Linked DNA regions of Anas platyrhynchos: region 1 is linked to region 2. A link is a contact called in public Hi-C data. All regions are on one chromosome and are shown on one strand. Each heading gives the region's core, a stretch centred on a gene start, on an enhancer-like site or on the middle of the called end of the contact. The rest is flanking DNA. Distances are from core to core; before and after follow the strand shown. Region 1 has its middle 28 kb from the start of JCAD. Region 2 has its middle 31 kb from the start of MAP3K8.

Region 1 (7,006 bases), core at 1,172-3,671, 60 kb after region 2:
ACGCAAAGCACGTTTTCTCTTGGTATAGCACTGGAGGGAAAAAATCCCTCCCCACGCTGACAGCATGAAAACTGCTAATTCTGTTTGCTTCCTTTTAAGGCATTTACGCAGCTTGAAGAGATTTCTTTTGTTTTTCAACCCCAGCCAGCACAGACGGACAATGTGAGGATGGCTCCGTATCGCACCCCACGTCACAGTGAAAATGGGCACGGTGATGGACAGGGGCTGGGATCAACCTGCTGCAAGCACCTGGATCTTGAAGCAGGTTGTGGCCCCCTCAGCTTCCCTGCCTCATGCTTTGTGCTGTGCATGATGATAAAAGGCACAGGAGCCCAGCCCAGGCTGTGTGCCATCTCCTCCTGCTCTGTCCTGCTCACCTCTGGACCAAACTCTGGACAAACACTTATGCTTTCCTGGTATTACGTCCATGCCCTAGATAGAAGCTATGCTTTTTCTGCACGTTCTGGGAGAAGACAGATCCTGAAAAGCCAGAAGATGGCAAAGAAACACCTCCCATCTTCCACACACTGCTTGCTGCCTTCCTGCTCCATAGCTCCTTGCCTGCTCAGTTCTGCCTCAGAAATTTTGAGTTTACTTCCAACAGTAATAGTAAAAAAAAAGTTATTTGCATGACTTTAACCATAACCAGTCCTTGATGATGGCAAAGGCAGTGGGTTGGAAAGCTCCCTGTCTTGCAGTGCATCCAGACAGCACGTGGACGTGGTCTTGCAGGAGCCTGCGATGTGCTGAGAAAGACAGATTGGGTGGTCTGCTCCCAAGAGTAGCAACCCGGTGGGTGGGGAGATGCTGTAGATCATAATTTTGGATGACTTCAGCGCAGCACAGAAGACTGAACTTCATGCTGCTGTTCCTGTCAAAAAACATTACTGTTTAGCTGCACCCCAGCCCTCCTCATTGCTGTTGGAAGTTGCACGTGATGCCACAGGGTGGACGTGGTGCCACTGGGTGCAGGTCGCCCTGGTCGGGATATGGCCACCTGCACCAGCTGAGGGTCAAACAGGCAATGGAGCCGATTACATCCACCCACCCGTGAGCCCCCAGCCAAGCAACAAGTGAGTTGGTGGGTTTTATTGAAGTGTGTTTAGAAATAATCCACCACAGTGCTTGGAAAACCTTGAAGAGCAAAGAAGGTGCCTGGCTCTGCCAGCAAAAACATCTCCTAAAAGGAGAAGATAAATTACCTCTCACGTGTGGTGGACTCACTTTCCAGAAAGGCGGCTGCCACCAGGAGTGGTGGGAGGGATACCAGAGGCAGCTCATACAGGGAGGTGATTTCTCTCAGCATGAAGCTATGCATCTGTTCTGCCTGCCACAGACCTCCCGACATCAGCACTCCCTGCCTCGTCTCAGCATCTTTCTCTCAGTGTGAGGCTGCAGGCTCCTGTGCAAAATATATATATATAATTTTAACAAGGAATAGCTGCTGCTGGAGAAGCACAAGTCAAAGGCACCAAAGCACTCTCTGAGCCAGCCTGCCTGCCGTTTCTTCCTGAGGCTGAGCATGGGGCTATTGGTTGGAAAGGGCTTTGCTGAGGTTCCAAGCAAGCTGGGAAAACTTTCTCTCCACTGATTTCTCCAAAATTGAAATTGAAATGGATTATTTCCAGAAGGTTTCTTCATACGCATGTAAACATGAACCAGAAAAATTTGTTCCATGGCGTTTTCCTATAAAATTCTCATTATTTCAGAGTACTTTTTCCAAGCCCTGTTAAGCACGTGTGGCAGAACCATTTCATCCCTGTGAAGATCTACAGACTTTTCCACTTGGGCTGAGAGCTGGTAAAGCCCAGGTCATTGGATACTCCTTACCAACAGAAAGTTCTTCTGTCATTCACTAAAAAAGTCCTTGTACCAACAAATGAATGGAGAGATAAAAACCACATCAATTTGGAGCTGGGTAACAAGTAATCACTGTATGTTTGAGGCTGGCTGGGACTCTGGAGGGCATCTCGTCACCTAGCAGCTAGAGCAGGTTGGCCAGGGCCATGTCCAGCTGGTTTTGGATGTCTGAGGATGAATCCTGTACAACCTCCCTGGTCAGCCTGCTCTCCTCTTTAACCACTCTCACAGAGTTTTTGTTTCTTGTGCTTAAATGAAATTTCTTACATTTTGGTCAGTGCTCGTTGCCTGTCACTGGCCACCACTGTAAAGAGCCTGGCTCTGTGCCCTTTAAACCCTTCTGTCAGGTATTTATACACAGTGGTGAGATCCCCTCTGCGCCTTTTCTTCCCCAGGCTGAACAGTCCCAGATCTCTCAGCTCCCCCCTGTTTAAGAGATACTCTAATTAACACCTTCACATCACTTCTCTGGATTTGCTGTGGTATGTTTGCATCATTCTGGCCCCAAACTGGATTTAGGACTTCACAGATAGCCTCACCCATGCTGTTGGGAAGGATCTCCTCCCTCCACCTGCTGGCAGCACCCTGCTAAAGCAGCCCAGGAGGCTGTGGGCCTTCTGTGCCGCAAGGGCACACCGCTGGCTCACGTTCATCTCGGTGTCCATCAGGACTCTCAGGTCCTTTCTGCAGATCTTTCTTCCCCCAGCACGTGTCAGTACCTGGGGTTGTTCCACCCCATGGCACCCTGCCACTTGCTGAAATTCATGGAGTTCCTATAGCAGGTATGCAAATTTCTGTTAATCTCTGCAGTGCTCACAGTATATATATGTATCCTGTTCTACAGTATTCTCCAGAAAATATGATCTCAACAGCAATGATTACATGTAATCCTAACCCATATATCTCTACCTTCCTCCTCTTCCTTTTCCTCCCACCTCCAGCACCTTATTTCTAAATCCTCCTCCTCAGTGCCTGTGGGAAGAGTTGGCTTTGCGGCATGCCCGCGGCTTTGTGCTTCGCTCTCCAAAGCGCGCGGGGCTTGCACATTGACACCTCTGCGGCGTATCCTTGAAAACTTCAGCTTCATTTTCCAGAGGAGGAGAGCTCTGGTGAAGGTTTTCCATTAACCTCTTCCCAACCCGAGTGCTCAAGCCACTGCTGACGTTGTCAGATCCCCAGACAGGGGTACCATTGACACGCTGTTGTGGTGGAAAGGTGAAATGGTGCCGCTTAAACACCCAAATTTAATCTGCTACCCGGCGTGTGACTTGCAACACCACAGGATTTCCCTGAAAGATTAATGATGTTAAAATGTGCTAATGGAAGATGAGAGCAGCTTTCAGCTGCACGACGTGCTGCCGGTGCTGTAAAAAAATGAACAGCTGAAGTACCAGCAGCACTCTGGGGGGGAGAGGCTGCGCCGATTTTAGGGCCGTGCGTGTGGTACCCGGGCACCGCCGCCTCCCAGCACTCCAGCCTCACGCTTCAGCAGAGCAGGCATGCTCTGAAATGACAGTTTTTTCCAAAATGTTCCTCTGCCTTTTATGTTTGCCCCCTCAAGCAGAAGAAGACTCCCTGCATTAAAAACCACAGCAGGTTTTTTTTTCAGAAATATCGTTTTGGCCTCCGCCTGCCCATCCATCCGCAGAGACCCCAGCTGATGATGAGAGGCACAAGGCCCCCCCTCCCTGTGCCTCTCTGCATGTACCCACATCACCCTGGGAACCAGACTGCTCCCCACCTTCCATCTGGGTGCCAAAATCCGCCCCTCTGCCCCACGCTGGCACTTTTTCCCTTCTCAGCTCTTTTTTGAGTTTGCATCCTTCTGTAGTTTCAGCCATGGTGGGACAGCTGGATTTTGGGCACTGCTAGCTGGGAAGATTTTCTGTCCAAGAAAACGTTACCCACTGCTCCAGGGCATAAATAAGGAGCAAAAATTTGGCAAATTTGGCCTTGTTTGGCATAAAGCAGGTGTATAAGGCAAGGGATGCAGATGGCACGATGGTCACACTAAATCCTCCAAACGGGCAGAAAAGCAGGTCTCTGTTTGCAAGCCCACACCCCTGACAATTTGTGATTCTTATTGAAAGAATTAAATTAAATACCATGCTCTGGAGAACGCAGGTTTAACTTGGAAAGAGAGAGAGGGTCCTGCTTGTAGACTTGACCAGAAAGTGGGAGGTGTCCCATAGGGTATTTTTGTTCTCTCTTTATCAGAAGATGATTTGGATGGTGTCATTCTCTATTAATTAACCCAGTGGGTTAATCCCTGTTCCTTCTGCAAGCTTTCCCAGGGGGAAGAGAGGAAAGTGAAAGAGTAAATTTGGGCTGTTAAAATACTTGGTTCAGGCTGCATTCTCTTTTGGGTCACATCTCAAGCTGCTCACCCCACAAACCATCTAACACTGTAAGTAAGAAGGTGCAGCAAAGATCTCCAAGGCCAGCCCTGCTATGGGGACAGCCCAGTGGGGCAGCAGAAACCACTGTGGAGGAAACTGATGGAGAAGAACAGACAGGAGATGCGAGTGCAGCATCCCAGAGGCAAATGGGCCGGATCCCACGGGACCTCTGCTCTGCCCCTGCCGTGGTGATGGAGGAGCACGGCAGCAGCCGCCTGTGCGCTGAGGTTGATCACGGCTGACTTTCTGTGGCCACACGCGATGGTGGAGATGATTAAAGCAAACTCCAGCACTCTCCTCAGCGCGGGGATGCTGATGAGGGGTGACAGCTGCACCACTGCTGTCCTGTTGCGCGGTGGCTATCGGAGATGGGAGCACAGAGCGCAGCACCAACTGCAGCTCCTTGCAGCACAGCTTCTCCTCTAACATCAGCGCCATCTGGGACACCGAGCAGCAACAGGACACAGGAGACCCGCAGCGAGGGGCAGCACGCTTTGCTTTGAGGCTTCAGTAGCTGGCTGCAGAGAGAACAGTGTTAACATACGGCCCAGCACATCCCGACTTGGCAGCAGGAACTGCCCAGTGGATTTTTAAACGGCTTACGTGTTTCAGAACAGATGTGAAGCTGAAGTTTTGTTATTGCATGGCACTTCTCAGCTATTCTTTTCCATGAGATGTTTCATATGCTTCATACCTGGGCGCGCTTCCCCTCCCGTTGCTATAGCCCTGAAACATTTACGTTGCAACTTCATTTCGTAAAATTGGAAAGAGAAAATGCATTATTCCTCTCCCATCACCAGCCCCTCATTTCCGTCTCATGCATGCTTTTTTTATCCAAAAGGCTACTCTGGGCTGTCTCTCGGTGTTTTTCACAAGGTGGAAGCTCGATGCTGTAATTTTTCTGCCAGCAGGGATTATGGCCATGCCTGCTACCCACTCGCAGTAGCCGTGCCAATGTAACTGCTTTTTTGGTCTGTCGCATTAACCATATCAGTGAAAAGGGGTGGGTTAAGAAGCAGTAGTCAAAGGGGGAAAGCTGCATCTGTTTGATATATGCTCAGGCAGAACAAATAGTTACTTTTCTTCCCCATTTCACAGAAGCAGGGCAGCTGCCAGCCGCGGCCAGCAGCTGTGCAGCCCCAGGGCTCGGTGGCTCCATGCCGGAGGCAGCCAGGGCCCCCAGTATGACTGGGTTTGGTGCTGGTGGTGCTGATGTGGCTGGCCTCCTCTCCCCTCCGAGAGAAATGACAGCAGGACCCGCACGGCAGCTCGTGAGGGATGGTTGTGGAAGCTGCCAGCACCAGGAGACTGCCAGCGGTCCGGTGCTGTGAGGTGCATCAACAGCAGTGTGGCAAAGGACAAATAAAGCCATGAAAATAAATACCCAGAGGGGCACCGTGCAGCCTCGTGGTCCTTCCTCGTGTTGCTTTTCTTTCCATGTACAGCCTGGGGTTCCATGCAATTTCCTCTGCTCCTCGTGCAGCACCACAAGGTGCTGGGCCTGGCCATGCCGTGGTCATCCTCATGGCATGTTGCCTCTGCCCTTTCCAATGCATTTGCTTTTTCTTTCCCATGCTGTAAGCTTCTCTTCAAACACTACCAGCTACACAATCCCAGTACCCTGGAACAAAAGCGACACAGCACCACCACCCACACACAAAGATAATTTCCAACATTCAGAAACCTGGCGTTTTTCTATTAGAACCAAAAAGTGGCCATAGCCTGATTTGTACTGATGTCTTCCTTTAATGAGGTGAAAAATGTGACTGTTTCAAAGCTGATTTATATTTCTAGCTGAAGCCCAGAATCTTAACCTCTCTTACTGTTTCCCCCAGCTGCACTGTGCTTGGCTGTGTGCAGTGAGGAATTAGGGTCAGAGGTGGCAGTCAGAAGGAAGAAGGATCAATTGTTCCCATTTCAAAAGTAAACAGTAGTAAGTGCTTAATTGTTTCTGCAATTTTTAATCAAGTGGCTTTTTTTCAGATTGCTCTGAATAGCTCTCAGTGTGTATGAGCGGCGTGAGCTGCCAACAAACCGATCCCTGGCCTCCTCTTTTCAGAAGCTTGTGGGTTTTGTTTTGTTTCTTTTGTCGGTCCTGGGTGAGGACGAGCTCCTCTAGTGCTCCTTCCTGCTGTGCAGGAGGGGACTGCAGGGAACGTGCTTCTCGCTGGACTGAGCTGGTGCATCCAGCCCCAAACGGCGACAGGGTATGGGGAAATGCCAGGAAGTCCCACTGAATCACCTCCACAGCACTGCAGGGCCTGAGGAGCACCACCCAGCACAGGGCTGAAGCCTTATTTCCAATGGATTTGTGTCTTGTGCTTGCCTCAGGAAAGTGTGGTCTTCTGTGCTACACTTTCCAAAGCAGGAGGACTTCACCCAAAGCACAGGAGACCATGCGACTTCTAGCAGACCTGCTCCATCCAGCATGGACCAGCCTTTTCCTTCAGCCCCTTCCAGATATGCTGAAAGGCTCAGATCCCACAAAGACAAGGACATTTGCTGCTCCAGGACCAAACTGGGCTGTTGTGGTGGTGAATGACACTCCTGTGCTTGAAATGTCCCCATGGATGTTGAGATTAGGTCAAGTGCCTGAGCTCCCTGAGCTGTACTGCTGCCTTGTATATCCTACAGATGGATTTTTTTCCTCCCCCTTCATATTTTTCCCCGAGTTTCCATAGTTTTGACAAACAAATGTAACCAGGATGCTAAGGGATTATCCAGGATCACAGGGACTTCCATGCTTG
Region 2 (6,830 bases), core at 3,256-5,755:
AATGTGAGTGAGAGATTTGCAAGGGTTTTCAATGAAAGCACCAGTAGTGTTTAGTTTTGTAAATGCTTGTGTATAGAAGTGACACACAAACATACTTGCAAAACCAATTCCCAAACACAGACTGCCCAGATGGTGAGCTCACCTACACATAAAACGTCAGGATGCTGTTCTCACACAATCCAGCACGCAAAACCACTGGAGACGCTTCCATCTTCCCACTGCCAACTCATCCCCACCTCAATCCTAAACAGTCTGAATGGGAAACATATGATTTTCATTTGGTCCTAAATAGAAATAATCCATTATTGCTCAAATTATGGAAAAATAAATAAATAAATAAATAAATTCTAAATGTCACTCAGAAAAAGGCAAAGTAAAGTCTGTAAAAACTTACACCAATTTAAGAGCTGCTTCTAAAATCAGCTGCTAATGACAGGCGCTGAGGTGTAGTGACCCTTAAACCAACACAGTTACAAAAAATCTTACTAGTGAAAAGATTTGGAAGACTTCAAATGACTGAGGACTCGTTTCAGCAGAAACCACTGCAAGTAAAAGCGTTTGCTAACATGCCAGTGGCAAAGAAGTGGTTTGTGTATGACTTTTATTGAGATCTAAGCTCCAGGCTTGTAGAAGACAGGACCGGTGGTTTATACTTCAAGGAAATGACATTGTATACTGAAGATTATTTTTATAGGTCTTGTTGTTTCCACTGAAACATGAAAGCGCTTATCTTTATGTAGCTTCCTTTATCACTATCAACTATTTGTAAACTCTATTTGATTTTCCAGATCCTTTTTAGTCAAATGTTATTTAATAAGCACTGCACTGTATACAAAGCAGAGCAGCCAAAGGGCAGTTTTAATTTGCAGGCTGAAGGAAGCGGCATTATAGCCAGGCAGGGAGGAACTTCCTGGCCATTTTTTATAAACTAATAAACTTTTTGAGAGAAGGCGGCTCCTCACTGCATGATTTCTCTTCACCTGGAACAGGAACCCCTTGCCAACAAAAGCAAAGCTGTTTGCTTTTGTTGCAAAAGAAAACCAAAACACAGAAAACCGCCCTGCTCAGCCTTCACAGTCCTGCCTGCAGATGAAGGAGGGAGATACCGGCATGCACTCCATATATATTTAAGTCCTTGCACAGTTGTCAAAGAAGTGGCATGAGCTTCTGGGAAACCCATAGTTCCTGTTTAATATGTCAGTCAGTCACAGTGTTGTGTGGCCCGTACAAGCAAGTGGACTGTGTGGCTGTACAAGCAAGGGGATGTTTATATGGTCAGATGGTGATAATAACCTCTAGGCTGGGGTGAGTTTTGATTCATGCCAGGTGTATTATCTTCCCATCTGAGCGGCACACATAGATATTGACTTCATTTGTCCTTACTGGCATGTGCTCATCACATAACACCAATGCATTCAGCAAATTGCACTTATAGCAGTACATAGGTCTTCATGCTAGGTCAAAACCAAGTGCACACTACTTTTCCCTCAAAATGAGCTCTGAGAACAAGTGCTGTGTTTGAAACCTTCCCATACCATATGCTGGATAAGCCTTCCAAAACTCAAAAGTCACAAATGATGTGAGGTTTGCCTCCTGTGCTCTGTTGGCGCAGAACCACTGGGCTGCAGCGGGGTTTTGGAGGGTGCCTGTAGGGAGCTCCTGGTGCTGCTCACCCTCCTGGACCTGAGCTGGAGCGGTGGCCCATGCTTGGGTAATGGTCCACACTGCAGTGGTGAACCGTGCTGCACACCACTGCCTGGTTTCAGGATGGTGCAGGGCAGTGACCATGGTGCACATGGTCACAGACCACCAGTTGGCTTCCTATGCTGGTTTCAGTCCTTTTCCTCCTTTCCTACAGCACATACTCTAAAAACCACTTATATCACAGCGTAAGTATTACTTCCACTAAAGCACTGTGATGCTTTGAGAAGCCTGCACAGCTCAGGCTTCTGAATGCAGGAGGAATAATTGCATTATTTCCTGTGCAAGGAGAGGAACAAGCAGGTTCAGCCTTGTTGCCTTCCTACCAAGAGCCAAATCAGTGCTCGAGAAGGATTCAGAAAATTATTTTTCTGACCAAAAAATCACCAGTGAATCGGCAGAGGTGTAGTTTCATTTGTTAGAGTTATTTTACCAATGTTGGAGGAGTCCTGAGTAAATGTTGGTCTGTAGGCTGCTTTCTTGTGTATTTCAGAATGAATGGACAGTGTCCAAACTTTTGATCTCTTCAGGCTAAACGGAGGTAGTCAACGTGTTTGTTTTGAAAGACCTCAAAAAGAGATTTCACTGGTAAATGGCTTGTGGTTTTTGAGTATGAAGCTAATGTTTTAAAACTATTCAGTGCTACTGGTTTGAAATCCACTGGAAATCCCCTGCACCTATCGGACAGTTTCTGGCAGTGAGTTCATTTTCTAAAATACTACATAAAAAGGATGACACAAGCTAAAGGAGGTCCAAGAGCTCTTGTTTTAAAATTCTGACCAAGATTACAACATCAATAAATGTTGTAAACCAGTCCAGCTCTGGTAACAGTGAATAAACCTTTTTTTTTTTTTTTTTTTTTTTTCAATTCAATTTCTCTTTGCATCTCTCCTTGTTTTCAAGGGTTACTGGTGACTTCCCTCAGCTTATTTATTTTTATCCCAGCTTTTGTGTTTTTGTTCCCTCCCTTCCACCACGAGTGACCTCACTGGAAAGTCCAAGAAAGCCTCACCATAAAGTTTGTGAATTCTCCCAAGGCAAAAAAAAAAAAAAAAAAAGGATCATGATCATTACTTCCCATTTGGTTGTAAAATGTGGTTCCATAAATGTTCTTTTCAAATCTGATACAATTACAAAGGAACAACAGCTCCAGTTCTGAGGTGGAGCGCCAGCAAAAACCATTCAAGCCTCAGCCGTTAAGCAAAATATTATCTGTATATTATCTGTATCTTATGTTTCTATATTGATTGTATTTGTATTTTTCACAGATTGTGAGGCAGCTGGGTGTTGGGGAAACAGCTGGGGTGAAGTCACCAAGTCCTTAGGCGGCAGCAGAAGGCTGCTCAGAGCACACGTGCAAGCAGGCTGGGCGAAACCTGGGGAGCTGAAAAATGAGCAAAAGCAGGCCAAAAGGGCAGCGCAGACCTTCTCAGACTGATCACCCCTGTGCAGTAATTATGGCCCCAACACTTGAGCAGAGCTGATCTCAGCATGCCACGGCAAATATCTGCTTCCTCCAGCACCGCATGGAAAGGGAACCGGGGGCTGACTCACGCCCAGTGAAGTTTTGGGTGTTGGTAGTGAATGGCAAAAGCCGTTTGGGTGAAAGTGAGACCAAGAACGAAAGGGAGAAGTAGAAAAGCTGTGTATCAGCAGCGGCACAGAGAGAAGAAAGTGCTGATGGCGTTTGCACAACAGCACGGTGAATCAGCTGCGGGGATGTGCCCATTGGAGACCTCTCGGTACCACCCGGCCAGCAGCACGAGCGAGAGCACACAGCTGCACTCGGGTGCCCTGTGGTGACGTAGAGGAAGGAAGATACTAGAAAGGAAGAAAAAGTTCCAGGAAAATGAAATTGGATTTTAAAACCAAGAGGAAGGCAAAAGATAAGCTACGTTTGTCAGGGTGCCTTTCCACCACACTCTGCAGGTTTGGGATTGGAGCTCCCCATCCCTGCCTGCTTGCTCCCAGATTCGTTCAGTTTCATTGTGAGATCCTTTTTTAGTCAGATCCATTTCCAAGTAGGAGTGAGAGGGAGATGTGGTCTGCATGTGGATGGGGACAAGTGCCTGGAGAAGGGCAAAGGGTCCCTTGTCCCAGCTTTGCAGCAGAGACACACTCGTGTGACACCTCGTGAAGAGGCAGCCTGTGGCTGCCACACATCTGCATCGAAGGACAGAGCCAACAAACCTGTGATGGTGTTATTTAACCTTTTTACATATATATATATTTTTTGATCTTGTGACTGTGGATCCTCCTGCTCCTGCTGCACAAATATCTCAGGGCATCTCTTAAAGTTTTCCATTTAAGAAAATTCGGCTGCAGTGAATGAATCTGTATCACTGGAGGACTGGTAGCTCATCATTTTCTATGGATCAGTTTAGTGAGTTCATTTTTACAAAGAGAACCTTTAACTGCCCTGTGGTTTATGCTTCTCCTCTGCATCACATCTTGTATTTGATGACTTTATAAAGGTTTGTCCTGGATGTTAATCGGTGGCTGGTGGCTGCCCACTGAGCAAAGAATTACCGAGTGGGCTCAGCATCTATGGGGCATTGCTCCCACCAGTAGCACCCTGTGCCATCCTGGCCATCTGCGCAGCCTCAGCCACATTTTGGAAAGATGACATTCCCAGAGGCTAGCAGGGACCTGGCACATCGCAAAACTAAAGGCGACAGCAGTTGCAGTAGCCCTGCTCTCAGTCAGTCTTTATTCATTCGTTCGTTCGTTTGTTCCCTGTCCCGTTCTGGGCTCTAGTGGATGGAACTGGCTGGTGCCAGCCGTGAAGTTCCCGAAAATGTTCCTCTACCAAAAACATCACTAGATGGCGATAGAAGCTTTCAAACGGAGCTGGAGTCTGAGGCTTTGCACAGGGTTTAGGGACTCAGGCTGTCCCAAAAGGAATGGGGCTGACCTGGACCTCAGCTGATCTGCAAAAATGTCAGTCAGAGAAAGCAGGAAAGACCTTAAATAATATTGTAGCACTGCCCTGTACAGTGCCAGCATAGCAGGCTAACTTCCCTTGCCTGTGCATATCCCCAGGGGGAAGAGGCTGTAGCTTGGGGCTATAGCTGGGCCTCTTCAGCTCTGGCCATCATTCCTGTTCCCTCCATGAGAGGCAGTAAGCTGCAGTATATCAATATTTGTTTTGAGGCATGGCTCTGGCATGCTGGGGCAGGGATATAGAGGCAGCTGGAGGACCTCTGCTTGCCAGTGGGGCAAATAATCTTGGCTAAGTAACCAGAGCTTGGCCAGCTGGCCAGAACAACACCACAGTGCCCAGAGCATCCTTTGGCATGTTGTGCAGGAATAAAAGCTCACTCGGGGCACAGCACGCTGCCTTCCCACCCGTGAGTCCTCACCCTAGCACATCTCCACCTCTGGGGGACACTCCTGCTTGCAAGATTGAAGAAACCAAGAAAAATTAAATTTAGTATTATATACAGTAACAAATTTCTGCAAGGATGACACCATTCTGGGTGTTAAGGTACTGCCTAGGGAAGCTGTGGGAGGTGTATCTCCTCATTATATGCTGTAAACACGATTAACTTGTTTTTCTGTGTAAATGACCTCTATGATTCATTGTTGTCAGGCAACATGCACAGAGTTTCAGTTCCAGATGAATTTTAGAAAGGGTTTGAGTAATTTTTTTTTTTCTTTTTTTTCTTTTTTTTTTTTTTCTGGCCCATCACACACAACTGTGAAATCACACTTGGGTTAGTTACCTAAGCTGCTTTGGCATCCTAGTGAAGTTTCCAAGGCCAAGGATGCTTGTTTCCTACATGTTCCTGCTTGCCCTCTGCTCTGCTGCTTGCTGTGCTGTGGTAGGGGAGCAGAGGTGGCACCCCAAAAGCTCTGATATCCCTCTGCCTCCCAGCAGGCACAGCAGATCCTGCTGGGGTGGTGAAACCTGTCCTCTGCTCCTCCAGTCCCCAGAGTCATCATCTTCAGCATCACCTCCATGGGCTTGCAGGGATGTATTTCATGGACTTCACATGTGCCTGTGCCCCAGATCTCCCTGTGACTCAGGAGATGTCACACCTCGCTAAGGGCAGGTCACCTCCTCCCTCGAGTCCAGGGTGCATGCAGGCACAGGCAGGATCTGTGGCCTCTCTGCAGCATAGAAGTGAGTCTTCACGGTCCTCACGGCTTCATTTCCCTGTACCCCCCTCTAAACAGCATGTTGTCCTCATACACCCCACAGCCCCATGTCATTCAGTGAGCGTCTGGATGAAATCGTGCCCCGTGAGACAGAAAGAAGAGGCTGTGGTCTAGATGACAGTGTTTTGGTTTCAAATGGAGCTGAAGGAAATGGACACCTCAGATGGTTCACTGCCCCCTGCAACCCCTTGCAAGGCTCAGTGAGCAGGACATCGCCGTGCAGCACCACGGGGAAGTGCATCGGCATTGTCCCCAGCCTGATAGCAGCACGGCTTCGGGTAAGGCCGCAGAGGCTTTGCTGAGGAAAGGTCGGGATTGCATCACCCACTTCTCCTACCAGTGGAAGTGCTCACAGGCTCTGACAGGGCTGAGGATCTCCTCCTGAGCTAGAAAGAAGTCTTCTGCCAAAACCAGGGGCTTGGGCTCAAATGCCTCCCTCTCCCAGCCCAGGCAAGGTGCTGGCTGGCACCCTGAAGGACGTGTTAAAACTGCTGATATTAACTGTGTCCTGACAACATACTGGGAAAAAAAAGGACAAAGGAGAGTCCCACAAGCTGCAAAGCTGAGTGTTGGCCATTCGGAGTCTATGTCAGCAATTTAATATTTGATCTCTGCATCTGGATGGGCAGCCTCCAGGCAGCCTGGAGGCAGATGACCCGGCCCTCGCCCTGCTGATGATACCTGCAGTTGCACCAGCTGCTTTCTTCAGGCTCCACCGAAAGCTCAGACCAGTCTGGGAAGTTTTAACCTTTTCTTTTTTCTTTTTCTTTTTTTCTTTTTATTTTTTTTTTAATTGGTATTCAGAAAAATAAATGTAATTCTCTTTCTCCTGTCACCACTATTTTCGTTTTCATGTGTTCTTGAGCTTCTGATTTCCAGTTACAACTGAAAGCAGAAGTGAGAGGCAGCAAGAAAGGCAGTTCTCAGGGTATTTTAGGTTCAGACAGAGTCAGGAGGTTTTGGAAACA

The links. Hi-C and Micro-C count contacts between places; a contact is called where the count stands out from the background.
Region 1: a Hi-C map of skeletal muscle shows a contact between it and region 2, with 4 times the contacts expected there. The contact joins two enhancer-like sites. A contact is called at or near these places in 3 of 8 Hi-C or Micro-C datasets (liver, skeletal muscle and subcutaneous adipose tissue).

What each region holds. Positions count from the first base shown.
Region 1 is chr2:143,593,695-143,600,700 of IASCAAS_PekinDuck_T2T, forward strand. No RefSeq gene overlaps it. Among named protein-coding and RNA genes, the nearest start is that of JCAD, 28 kb to the right of the region's middle. Within about 2 kb of position 2,422, at least 1 of the 8 cell types and tissues checked has an H3K27ac peak or open chromatin away from gene starts, as enhancers often do. A contact at or near this core is called in subcutaneous adipose tissue, where this site is marked.
Region 2 is chr2:143,531,291-143,538,120 of IASCAAS_PekinDuck_T2T, forward strand. No RefSeq gene overlaps it. Among named protein-coding and RNA genes, the nearest start is that of MAP3K8, 31 kb to the right of the region's middle. Within about 2 kb of position 4,506, at least 1 of the 8 cell types and tissues checked has an H3K27ac peak or open chromatin away from gene starts, as enhancers often do. A contact at or near this core is called in subcutaneous adipose tissue, where this site is marked.